Linked DNA regions of Rattus norvegicus: region 1 is linked to region 2. A link is a contact called in public Hi-C data. All regions are on one chromosome and are shown on one strand. The core of a region is the stretch at or near the end of the contact, and the rest is flanking DNA. Distances in the headings are between cores, read along the strand shown. Region 1 overlaps LOC100910558 (a long non-coding RNA gene). Region 2 overlaps Nfib (nuclear factor I/B).

The links. Hi-C and Micro-C count contacts between places; a contact is called where the count stands out from the background.
Region 1: a Hi-C map of psoas muscle shows a contact between it and region 2, with 1.9 times the contacts expected there. The contact joins two enhancer-like sites. A contact is called at or near these places in 2 of 12 Hi-C or Micro-C datasets (mammary epithelial cells and psoas muscle).

The regions. Positions count from the first base shown.
Region 1 is chr5:102,048,637-102,054,495 of GRCr8, reverse strand. All of the region lies in intron 1 of LOC100910558 (a long non-coding RNA gene), which reads right to left. Among named protein-coding and RNA genes, the nearest start is that of Nfib, 32 kb to the right of the region's middle. Within about 2 kb of position 2,060, at least 22 of the 93 cell types and tissues checked have an H3K27ac peak or open chromatin away from gene starts, as enhancers often do.
Region 2 is chr5:101,957,876-101,963,854 of GRCr8, reverse strand. All of the region lies in intron 2 of Nfib (nuclear factor I/B), which reads left to right. Among named protein-coding and RNA genes, the nearest start is that of Nfib, 59 kb to the left of the region's middle. Within about 2 kb of position 1,969, at least 35 of the 93 cell types and tissues checked have an H3K27ac peak or open chromatin away from gene starts, as enhancers often do.

The DNA.
Region 1 (5,859 bases), core at 811-3,310, 91 kb before region 2:
TTCAGGAGGAAGAAATCTACTTCGCACATGCTACAGTCTTCCCATGTGAAAGGCCCAGCACTCCTGTTCCCACTGATCAATGAGCATCCCCTTTCACCTTGTAGCCATCAATCCCCAAAAGCATAGCCTTTTGCAAAGTCCCCAGATTTGCTGGGTGTGGTGGCTCAACCTTTAACTTCAGCACTCAGGAGGTGGAGACACGCAGATCTCTGAATCTGAGACCAGTCTGGGCAAAATAGCCAGTTCTAAGAGAGACACCTCCCCTTCCTTTCAAGAAAAAAAAAAAAAAACCCTAATTCTCCATTGTTCTAACTGCATAGAGGGTCCTAAAGACATCTTTGAAAAGTAGCAATTACATTTATAGAGCGAGAATTTAAATTTACATAGTTTCCTTGTCTCTCATTGAAATCTCCCAACAAGTCTAAGGGATCATCAGGGAAATCCACAGCTTAACAGGTATTCCCCAGCTCTGGCCTACCACAGGGTGGAGGCAGCCTCAGGGCCTTGGTCATGAGGCTTGGAGGAGAACAGTTTATACAATTACACCAAGGCCAAGGAAGAATACAGTCACTACAGATAATTATTAATACGGTCTCAGCTTCTGAAAATACGCAGCAATGTTGGCTCTTAAAAAGGAGAAATAGAAAAGAAGGAAAGGAAAATGATATCGACTCTCTCATCTTGTATTTTTTTTTTTATATCAATGTTTCACTCACACGGTTCACCTTCGCTTTATTAGCTCACAGAGAGCAATGGGATGGGATGCAGGTAGCCACATTTTGTTAGCTTGAGAGCCTTCCTTTTCCCACTCATAAAACGATACTAACATTTGTCAGGTACATACTCGGCCATGAAAATGAAAGCTATAAATGGTATTTTGGGAGAAAGAGTGAAGTGGAAGGCTTTCACTTTCAGTTTATCTTCTTTTACATTACTTGAGGAATTTTGATTTATGCCTGTCTTCCTATTGTGTCATTTACATTTTGTTGGGGGCTAATGAGACTCGTCAGAGCTGCTAAGGAGATGACTTACATACACGTCTGGGTGGCACGTGCTCTGCCACACGGTTGACACTCACTGAACAGTAGCTCATTGTCAACTTTTGCACCTCCCTCAAACTGAGCAAATGGACTCCGAACTTAAGATGTCCGGAGGCCGCTCCAGCCTCTGCTCTCAGCTCTTCCTGCATCCTTTGGTCAAAAACTTTCCCTGGGCCTCGATTTCTTCAAAATGACAATACAGAGCCAAGTTGACTTGGAAAGCAGTGGGAAAGCCAAGACAATCTATCTGCTCATCACCTAAACCCTCCTGAGATGCCCTCTACAGTTTGGTCACACTCTGTGGGAGGATGTCTCTCAAGCTTGGGCTTAGCACACAGGATGCTTCTTAGGAGAAAGGGCCATGCAGGCCGAGGGTCCATCAGAGACTGCTGGGCAATCTGCAGGTCAAGTACAGAGAGTTAGGAACAGATGACTGTGAGCCCTGGATGAGGTCATCATCTTTGAGGGGAGGTGGGAAAGGGCTTCAGATGTTTCATGGGGTACAGCTGTCAATACAACCATCTCCAGAATAGAGGATGCCTTCAGTGGAACAGGAGGGGCATAACTGAAGGTTGGGTCATCCAGGGAAAAGTGGCAGCCAGCACCTCAATTACCTAGGATGAGTTCTGTCTTAGGGTCCAGGACTGAACCCAGACCTTCCCTAATCAAGCCCCACTCCACCCCCTTCAGCTTTGAACAAAACAAAAGGAGCACAGCCAAATGCCTCTCAAACGCCTTCTAATGGTTCCCTGTATCTGAACAAGCACAGAGGCTATCGGTGAGGCATAGAAGTCAAGGATAAGCCAGACTCTTACCTTGCTTCCCTTTAACAACTGGCCTTCAGGGACCCATCTGCATGTACACTGTACATGGTTTACATTCCCCACTCCGCTTTAAAAAGGAGAGTTTCTAGGTGTCTCCTTTCTCTGCCTTTGGGCTTTGGGGGGTTGGGTACGGAGGCAGGTAACCTGGCCCTTGAAGGTTGCTGGTTTTCTTTTTGCCTGCCCGGGTCTGTCTCTTTCCTATTTAAAGCAGCACCGCCTGTCACGGCAGCTTGGTGCCAATATTTGTGGGCAGATTTTCTGACATTGTAAGGGGAGGGGGTGTTCAGAGCAGATGGGAAGCCCTTTCCCAAGGCCATTGGGCAGAGTAGAAATCAGTTTCACCCACACCCAAAAAGGAAGGCTTAATCCCCAGTGGCAGTCAGCACCCAAAACCACAACCAATGTCTCTCTCTCTCTCTCTCTCTCTCTCTCTCTCTCTCTCTCTCTCTCTCTCTCTCTCTCTGTGTGTGTGTGTGTGTGTGTGTGTGTGTGTGTGTGTGTAGGAAGGAGAGAGAGTTCCCTGTCTTTGAATTATTCGGGCAACGCCAGTTAAAATTGCATTTTCCCCTAAAGTCCCCACTGCCTGTGGTACCTGCAACTCCTGGGCATCTAGAATAAGGGTAGCACAGTATACAGACACCCAGAAGACCCTTTTAATGAGACCTTAAGATAGGGAGGCGATTTGCACCAAGGAGTAGGTAGGTAGCAACTGCGCCTGCTGATCTCCAGAGGCAAAGGACAATAAATAAACACCGCTCCAAACAGCACATTCTGACAACGCGTGTTCCATGTATTTCTGTACTTAAAAAAAAAAAAGAGAGAGAGCCGCCAATGGTTTTACTTTACAAGTCTCTTTCAAAGGCGTCCCTGAAAGTCTGACCACTTGTTAAACCATCTCCGTGCTTCTGCACCCACTTTGTATCTTTAGTAAGCAGCATTGTTTATTATCCTTGATTCTGTGAGCCCCCTCCCGCCCCCCATTGAACTAAAATAAAGGAGGGGCTTCGGAGCGCGGCGCTGAAAATTATTCCAGGCTTCTCGGCTGAAGAGGGTCTCCCGGCAGTCCAGAGACCCGCTTGGAGAGAGCCCACCCGCAAGTGTGCGATGGATGGGAAAGTTTGTAAAGAGTTTTTGCAAATGCAGGCACCAGAGAGGTTGGGGCAGCCCCAAACTCTGATGACCCCCGCATAGAAAAGATGTAAACAGAGAAGGAAAGTGTCATGAAGGACTGGAGACAGCTACGTGCGGGCAGATCAAGAGAATATTGCCAGGTTGATTAACTGCGGGTGGGAACCTGCAGCGCGCACGGAGATCGGAGACATTTTTTAGTTCCCCGGCTCAATCTCCTCCACCTTCCTGAGCAGAGAAGTCTCACTAATAATTTCTCTCCGTTCCACGTAGCCCTGTGGTCTTCACTGTAAAAAGGAAAGCTCTCAACAATTTAAGGCTTATCCACTTTCTTCCCCCCCAGTTTCCTAAAATCTATTCCCATTTCGTTTGCAGCCAAATAAATCGTGACGGTGACCGTGAGGGATTAAAAAAAGATGCATGGCCTTAGAAAACTAAACGGGTGCGTTCCTCAAGTTGCTTCATCTCTGATCCTCTGATGAGACCCGTGGTAGGGCTCTTCCAAATATTGGTGCTCCCCAAACCCAGTGGGGTTTGCTGCCAATAAACAAACAAACAAAGCAAAAACAAAAAACAAAAATCAAAAAACAAAAACCCCCAGGAACCCGCATGAGAAACTCTCGATGGAAAAGCCGGAGCCCCCATGCCTCCCGCAGCTTCGCTGCAGTTTGGCTGCCTGGAAGCCTGGAAATTGTGCGCCAGAGCCGGGCTGCGCCCAGCACTTTCCAAATGAAACTTCCCAATGGTCTTTCCCACAGGTTCTGGGACACATAAGCCTTCCAGTCCCCAGCTTCTAAAAATCCTCGTCACAGGCTCAGCAGGTCCCGGTAAGCTGGCCGCTCTTCTGCGGAGGCTGTATGATGACTGTGTCTGCTCCTTGGGGCAGAGACTTTCTTCCAGCAAAGTGGCCAGGCTGCGGCAGGAAAGCATCCGTTGCCCGCTCCTTGGAGAAGTTGAGTGAATTTCTGCACGTAGGGAGAAACAGGAGTTGGAGCGTACCGTGGGGGGCGGGAGCACAGCAAGCTGCCCCCGGCTCTTTGTTTCTGAGAGTCCAAGGACGTGCTCTAGTGTCAAGAATCCACTACATTGCTTCGTAGTGAATCACAGAGAATCGTGCCGAGATTCGGCTGCATGGGACTGTCTTTAGTTTCTGCAGACCGGGGCCGTGGAGCTGGTGCAGTTCCCCTTCGGCCGGTGTCCCTTCTCTGAACACCCCCTGAACAGTTCCACCTCTCCCACAAACTGCATAAGGAAAGTAGGGTCAGACTTATAGGCTGCAGTGTGCCCCAACAGGTAGTTTCACCTGGCCTGGTTTAAATATCAAAGTCTGGGCCTTGCGTGGGCAGTCGTGAAATTGGCCCAAGACATAGACGTTTATTCGTGGAACTAAAAAAGCGATGTGCGAGTCACTTAAGATAATGTTTTCTCTTTACTTTTCACGTTATCCCCAAACAACGAGAGAGCTAATCCGTTAGGAACGAGGCTCAGGGAGCCTCAATAACTGGCTTCCAGCTGCAAGCCCACAGGCGATTTGATTTATCTCCCACCCCCGAGAAAATTACTAAAGAACCCTACTGGCTTTAGAAAGATGGGTTCCTTTGGAAAGATCCTTCCTCAAAACGCCCTAGCCCTGGGCAAGGAGGGTGCCCTGCGCTCGCTTGGAACGTAATTGCATTCTGCGTTCTGGTGGTGCGCTGAGCAGCGAGGGAAAGCAAAGCGATGTGCCAGGGAGATCATGGAACCCGCGTGGTTCACAATTCCTTCCGGAAGCTCAGGGAGAAGTTGGTGGCCGGCTTGCACAATCTGGGGCCAGCATAACCCTCTTCCCACAAGGGAGTGCTAGCCGGAATCCTTCCCCTGGGGCCACGGTGCGTGTGGTGCCCGCAATGACCCAAAGCAGAGTCAGAAAATCACTAACAGTGGCTCAAAGATTCTCGAGTGGCATGCCTCCCTCGTGGGGTGGGGGAGATCGGGACTGGACCCCTCAGAAGGGACAATCTAAGACTGCCTTGGGAGAAGGACTTTCCCAGCTCCTTCTAAGCTTTTGCTTAGTTGTGCCTATTGCCATCTAAGCCAGGAATCCAGGTCTTGCCCCACCCATGTCTCTCTTTAGGAACCAATGCAGGCTCCCTGCTGTCACCAGCCCCCACTTCAGAAGCTACGGGCAGATGTGACCTCGGACTCTGATTTTTAAGGGTATCAAGATCTGGCCCTGTTTCCAGTGTTCAAAAAAATCTCTCCCTCGACTATGGCTAATTTAAAGCCTCTGTCACTGGTCAAGTTACCTAAACTTGCTGTTTTCTGGTGCGTTGACCCCTTAAAGCTTGCCTCAGCTAGCTCTGGCAGGGAGAGAAAAGTAGCCACCCTTTCTCCCCCACCACACACACACCTATTCTCTTCTCACCCACCAGCCATCTTCACCTTTCCCCAGTGCAAACCTTGCAGGCGGTGGAAGAGCAGGGGTCCCCAAAGGCATAGACTCACTGGCCCTGGCTGTCCAAGAAGTTCTTTTCTGTCCATGAAGTTCTTTTCTTCTCAAGCTCCTCTGTGAGACCTCTACCCCACCCTCCACCCTCTGCCGTTCTGCCCTCTCCACCTCTGTCTCACTTACAGTGGGACCCCTGGACTTGTAGTTTGGGTTTCAAATTGATTTTGTCTTGCTTTAATTTGTTTAAGGCTCCACCCTGCCTGAGTCTGGAGCACAGTTTTCCAGTTTATCAGTCAGGAATTAGGAAGATGGATCCTTTGAGCAGGGCAGGTTGTCCCTCCATGGAGGCCTGGGGAATCCCTGACTCCCTGTTCCCTGGCATCACTCTGTCTTCCTGGGGTACCCCATTCTCTCTCTCTCTCTCTCTCTCTCTCTCTCT
Region 2 (5,979 bases), core at 720-3,219:
GCCCACATCAGCTTGGCCTTTAAGAAAGGGCAAACATTAAGTTTTGAGGTACTGTGGAGGGCACTCACTATAGGGTCTTATACCTGGTTTTGGGGAGAAGAGGTATCTTAAATGGACCATGAGAGATGTGCCATTTATGAGAGCTCTGTTAGCCCAGGGAAACAACATGAGCAATTGTCAAAGGCAAGGAAAGGAAATCCACACCCCCAGTGTGGCTGGAAGAAAGCACACATATGGAGGTGAACACTCAGCTGAAAGAATTTGGAAAAATAAACTTATGTTACCTTGTAGAGGGCCTCCCATGCTGCTGGGAGAAATCTGTATTCCTTCATGAATTCTGTGAGGATACTGAAGGCAGTTCCCACTCTCCGGCCAGTTCTTGGATCATCTCTTGACTTTGCTTGTGTGTGATCCCTCACCATCAAGGGATCAACATTTCCCATTCTCTGTAGTTGAGCTTCTTACCCTGTGCAGAAATGAGCCTCAACATTTCCCCCGTGCACATTCCCAGCATTTCTTGAGACAATCACTTTGAGGACTGTCAAATTATCCAGCGATTATCTAATTGGTGACAGTGGCTTAGTCCCTTTGCACCAAAGGACTGGCACCGCGCAAGCTTCTTTCTTTCAGACGTTTGGTAGAGCATCACAGATGTTGTGCTAGAGGTAAGATACGGTGTCTTTACCATGGAAAGAAAAGGCCAGGACAAAAGATAAGCTGAATAGTCCAAGATGAGTTATCACCATCAGGAAGAGCAGACTATAGGACCTGATTAGACTGAGTGATGGTGATGACATCGGCTTTGTAGCTGTTGTGAATCTGTTTAAACTTTTTCATAAGTGTAATGAATGAAAATTAAGAAGCATTGATAAAAGAAAAAAAATTACAGCTTTCTCTCGGTGTGCTTTTCTGGAAACTCACCTTTCTTTCCTGCCTACTTTGTGCTCTGGTTTGGTTCTCTGCTCCTTCCAGAACCCCTCCCCCTCTCGGCCCTCCCTCCGTCCTCAGGTCTTTTTCTTACTTTGCAAATTTCTGACAGGTTGACTTCTTATACCAGTCTACCTGAATTGAATGCAGGCCACAGTCACTCCTGAGTGCAATCCCCTTTAGCAAGCAGGCAAAAAAAGGAAGGGCCTTTGTGGTAGAAGGAGAGAAGTGATTCCCATGTTGTCTCCTGACCTCCATGTGCACCTCTCCACACCACACATAATAATAATAAAAAAAATGACTAAAAATTAGAAGAGAAGATTGGAAATGATTGAGAGCAGCGTTGAGGTCTTTTAGATCACTGAGCCATGTGGTCAGGATGTGGATCATGGCGAGCCCCAGCCGTGCCAGCCTCTTGCACTCTCTAATGTTTTATGTTTCTCCCAGGAGAAAGATTACAAAGTAGGTCGTATTTTTTAATTCTCTGTATTGTGTGTTAGGGAGTGAAATAGTTTCTCTCACTAAGAGATAAGGCTTACTAGTTTTAAAAACCACAGTTTTCAAAACAGAGTGTATTCACCCTTGTAAATCATGTCGCAACTGAAAAAACATACTGATAAATGGAAAAGTGAACTGCTATCTTACCACCATGCAAAGAATGTGGGCGTACGTTGATGAGGGTGACTAAATCCTACAGAATTCATGTGGCTTCCCATTAATTCTCTAGTAATGCAACAGAAACAAAAGTCCAGGCCTGCTTCTGTTTGTTTTTCCTACCCAGCTGGGCATTCACAAAAGGTTGGCCCTGTGTGTTGTGCTCTCTAGCTATACCTGGTCCAGTGAGTTAGAGTAGTCCCTTGTCTCCTGGGCAGACTTTGTATGCTGGACTTGAGTCTCTGGAACAGACACATGGGGATTAGCTGAGCTCCCCCTGGAGTCCCTGGACCCTTGGATCGTGAAAAGAGTGGTAGCCTAGTGTGTCTGTGACCTCTGCTAGTGAAGTGCTGTGCAGCTCACTGACAGTACTCCCAGCAGCTTGACTGACTGGTTATTCTGGTCAGGAGAAAAATAGCACTGACATCACGTGATCCTGGCAAAGTAAACCACATTGGAACTTAGCCTTTGAATACCCAAGGGGCTGGCAGCAATCTCAGGGGTTGGCTGGGAGCCCCATTGAGTTCACTAGTAATCAGTTGACTGCTGAGCTGGACAAGCTGCCCCAGTTTTTCTGACAAGCTCTGTCTAAAAGAATGATGGGCAGTCTGCCATTAGGATTTTTTAGCGGAGTTGCTAATGATTAACTCTTTAGCTACTGTACATACATCATGTCTTTCGTTATGTGTTGGTATGCAATTAGATAAAACTTTGGAGGCAATGTTCTAATTCCTCATGCAGTTGCTGTACCAGGAATTCCTCTCTTGCACAACGTACACCCAACGGCAAGGAAAAACACTGTAGGGCCCTTTATATGCATATTTCAAAGGAATGCCAGTAGACTGGTTTTCCTTGAAGTTTCTCATTTGTTGCTTTTAAACCAAAAAATGCTATAATCTTTAATCATATTAAACGTCAGGTGCTACACCCCAGGCATACCTAGGGAATAGATATCACCTACAAGAAAACTTTGGAAAACTGGGCATTTAATATTTATTCATGATTTTATGAACCCATTCATATGCTCTCCCCCAAATCCTGTGGTAAGTATTATATCTCAGCAAAGAAGCATTTGTAACCAGTTACTATAAGTCCAGAGAAGCAGATCCTTTTGGATCGTGCAGAATTCCCAGTGGATTAATCAGCTTTTTACTAGAAAAAAGATGATTTCTTCGTAGTAACTTTTATACTTTTCTCTATGTGCTTCAAATGAAGTCCCGTTCCCAGGGTTGCACGTTTTTACATGTTGTAATTCAGCGAGCGTGGCGTGTTCACTCTTGTTTTTTTTTTTTGTTTTTGTTTTTGTTTTTTTTTTTGTAGGAAGTTTTTCTAAGACATACTTTCTTTCCAACAGAAGCTCTTACAGGTGACTGGCACCACTCTCCTGGGAGCAGGTAGACAGACTGCAGCAGGGACGGTGACTCGCCCATGGAGTTCATGAGTCAGTTTACCAAAACATCGAAAACCAAACAGTACCTAAATAATGTCGGCACTAACACAGACCCCTGGATAGTTTCTTCACTAAGCTAACACTTTTCAAGCTTATAACAATCTACTGAAGTGTCCTGGGAAAAAAACAAAAACAAAAACGCTGCCTTCAGCTTATTCTGACTTCCCTCATTTCCCTCTGTGTATTTCAGGGGCTGTTTAACCATTGAAAGGTACCAGGGTTTTGCTGGCGTTGGGTTATTTGTTAACTCTAGGTGTCAGAGATTGAAGCAAAGCAGGGAGAACTGAGGAGGGAGGTTACTCTCGGATGTGATTTAATGTCCAGTTTACCCTCGGGCACTGACTACTGTAAGGACAACGCTTTCTCTACTGTCATTGCCAGTGTCTCTCTGGCTCTCACTTTATGCTATCCCCGTGTTGCCTTCCCTGTAGGTACACCAGTCTTCTTACTGGGGACCAAGCTTCATGGTATAAACTATCAGCTGAGCAACCTGGGAGGTTAAATGTGCTCTTTTCCAGTAGTTTTAGTCAAGTTTTCTTTCTTTCTATTTTTTTTATTGGATATTTTTTATTTACACTTCAACTGTTATTCCCTTTCCCCGTTTCCCATCTGTAAACCCTCATCCCATACTCCCTACCCCTTCTATGAGGGTATTTCCCCTCTCCATCCACCCACCCCTTCCTGCCTCTCCACCCTGACATTCCCCTACACTGGGGGTTCCAGCCTTAGCAGGACCAAGGGCTTCTCCTCCCATTGGTGCCCAACAAGGCCATCCTCTGCTACATATGCAGCTCGAGCCATGGGTCAGTCCATGTGTACTCTCTGGGTAGTGGTTTAGTCTCTATAGTCAAGTTTTCTAGGATGCCTGTCATTGGCTATCTCTGAACCAATCTCTAAATGATGGGTTTTCATTGGCAGCACCTGGTCTCCTGTTCTTAGAGTAGAAGACGAACCTAGAACATTCAAACTAGGTGATTGGAGTGAGTCAACAGGTACAGCTCCCCAGAGGGAAATTATTACTTTTTATTACGAGAAAGCAGTGGACATTATTCAAACAACACCTCGACAGACAAACCAAGTAACCAGATCCACTACAGATAAAAAGATTACAGTTTATCAAGATTCTACTTTTAACTTTGGCAGGAGTAAAATTGTTAACGAGATGACATTCAGGCACACAGAGTACCTACTAATTACTGAATCTTGACAGTATGACAAGCCGTGGGATACGTATGTCTCTATTTTATTTTGGACCTTCACAGTAATCCTATGAGATAAGCACTTAAATCTTCCTTATATGGACTAGGAGGCCGGCATCTGCTGAAATGGAAGCACTTCTTTGCAGTCACTAAGGAGTGGGGATAGCCACTGCGTGCTTTTGGCCACCTTGTCTTAGAGTTGATACCTGTGCCATGGCAGTTGGCCCTTTGGGCCCAAGGCATGGCAGAGATGCCTAGATGGCTGGCATGCTTTTCTGGGGAAAGTGGTTTAGGCTGGCTTTCTTTTCTTTTCTTTTCTTTCTTTCTTTCTTTCTTTCTTTCTTTCTTTCTTTCTTTCTTTCTTTCTTCTCGTCTTCCTCCTCTTCTTCATTTTTAAAATTTCCCTAGAAGTCTGTGGAAAGCCAGGACTTCAAAATCCTATTCTATTAGTGAGTTGTAGGTGATACTATTTCCAGGAAGACATAACAAATTCCTGTTTACCTCAGATAGAGAATCAACAACAGACCAAAGTAGATACCATCAAAGTTCCATTTGGTGATCCACTGAGTTTTACTGGGGATACTTACAGGACGATTGGTGAGGGGTTACTTGGGAGAGCAGAAATGAGTCAGATACTGACATCACCAAATCCCATACCACCTTGAGTGATTTCTCACAACAACCGAAACCAAGTAGTTTGACAGGCTGGAGAATGTCTTTTTCAGGCAGCCTACATAGTCTGAGCTTTGTGAGAGAGCTAGGATGGACTCTGCCTCTTCCAGGCAGTTTGGCTTGACTGTTCATTGTCATCATTGCCTCCTTCTTCTCCTCCTCCTTCTCCCCCTCTTTCTTCCTTTAACACAGAATGCTTTGTCTGAGAGTCTCTTTCAGCAGTACTTATGACTTATATATGTCTACAGGGGGAGGAGCCCAATGAATTTGATATGTTTCAGGGACTTCCTGAAACTACTGGGTTGTTTTTTTCCTATGTCATAATGATGTAGGATAGAGTATTTCACCTCTCTGTAGAATACCCTGTGTCTTAATGAGCTGCCATCTAAGATGGATGTTTTATCTTGGAGGAATTTGTGACACAACAGTATTGCCACTGAGTTGACCCACCTTAATGGATGGCAGATTGGGAGGACTCTGAACCTTAGCCAGATCTGTCTGAAAATGGTGGCAGTTCTGTTAGGAATCTGGGAGATTTGTGCTGTATGTGGATAAAGTTACATGTGCTTAGCATTGTACCATAGATTTTATTGAGAAGCTTACCAGATAATCCTATATTATTAAAATACTTTTGACAAGGTTGTAAGACCTAGTTTACTGGGCTTCCATAACAAAATACCATAGGGTGTGTGACTTAAGCAACAGGTATTTATATTTTTTAACCCCTGAGAGCTGGAAGTCCAAGAGCAGGATGACCCCATCCTGTGTCTTTTGTGACTCTTGTGACTCTTCCTGGATTGCTGGAGGCCATCTTTTTACTGTGTGTTTAAGTAGAGAGAAAGAGAAACCAAGCTTTCCCATCAATTCTTGTAAGGACACTGATATTCTCAGCATCCGCATTTTGCTGAATGCTTTTTAGCATGTCTCATTTGTTTCACACACTAAGCTGTTAGCTTTGTTTAAACACTTCAAATTCAAACCCAGAGCAGTTTTTGTTTGTTTATTCTTCTGGTTTTTGTTTTTCCAAGAAATGGTTTCTCCATGTATCCCTAACTGTCCTAGAGTTTACTCTATAGA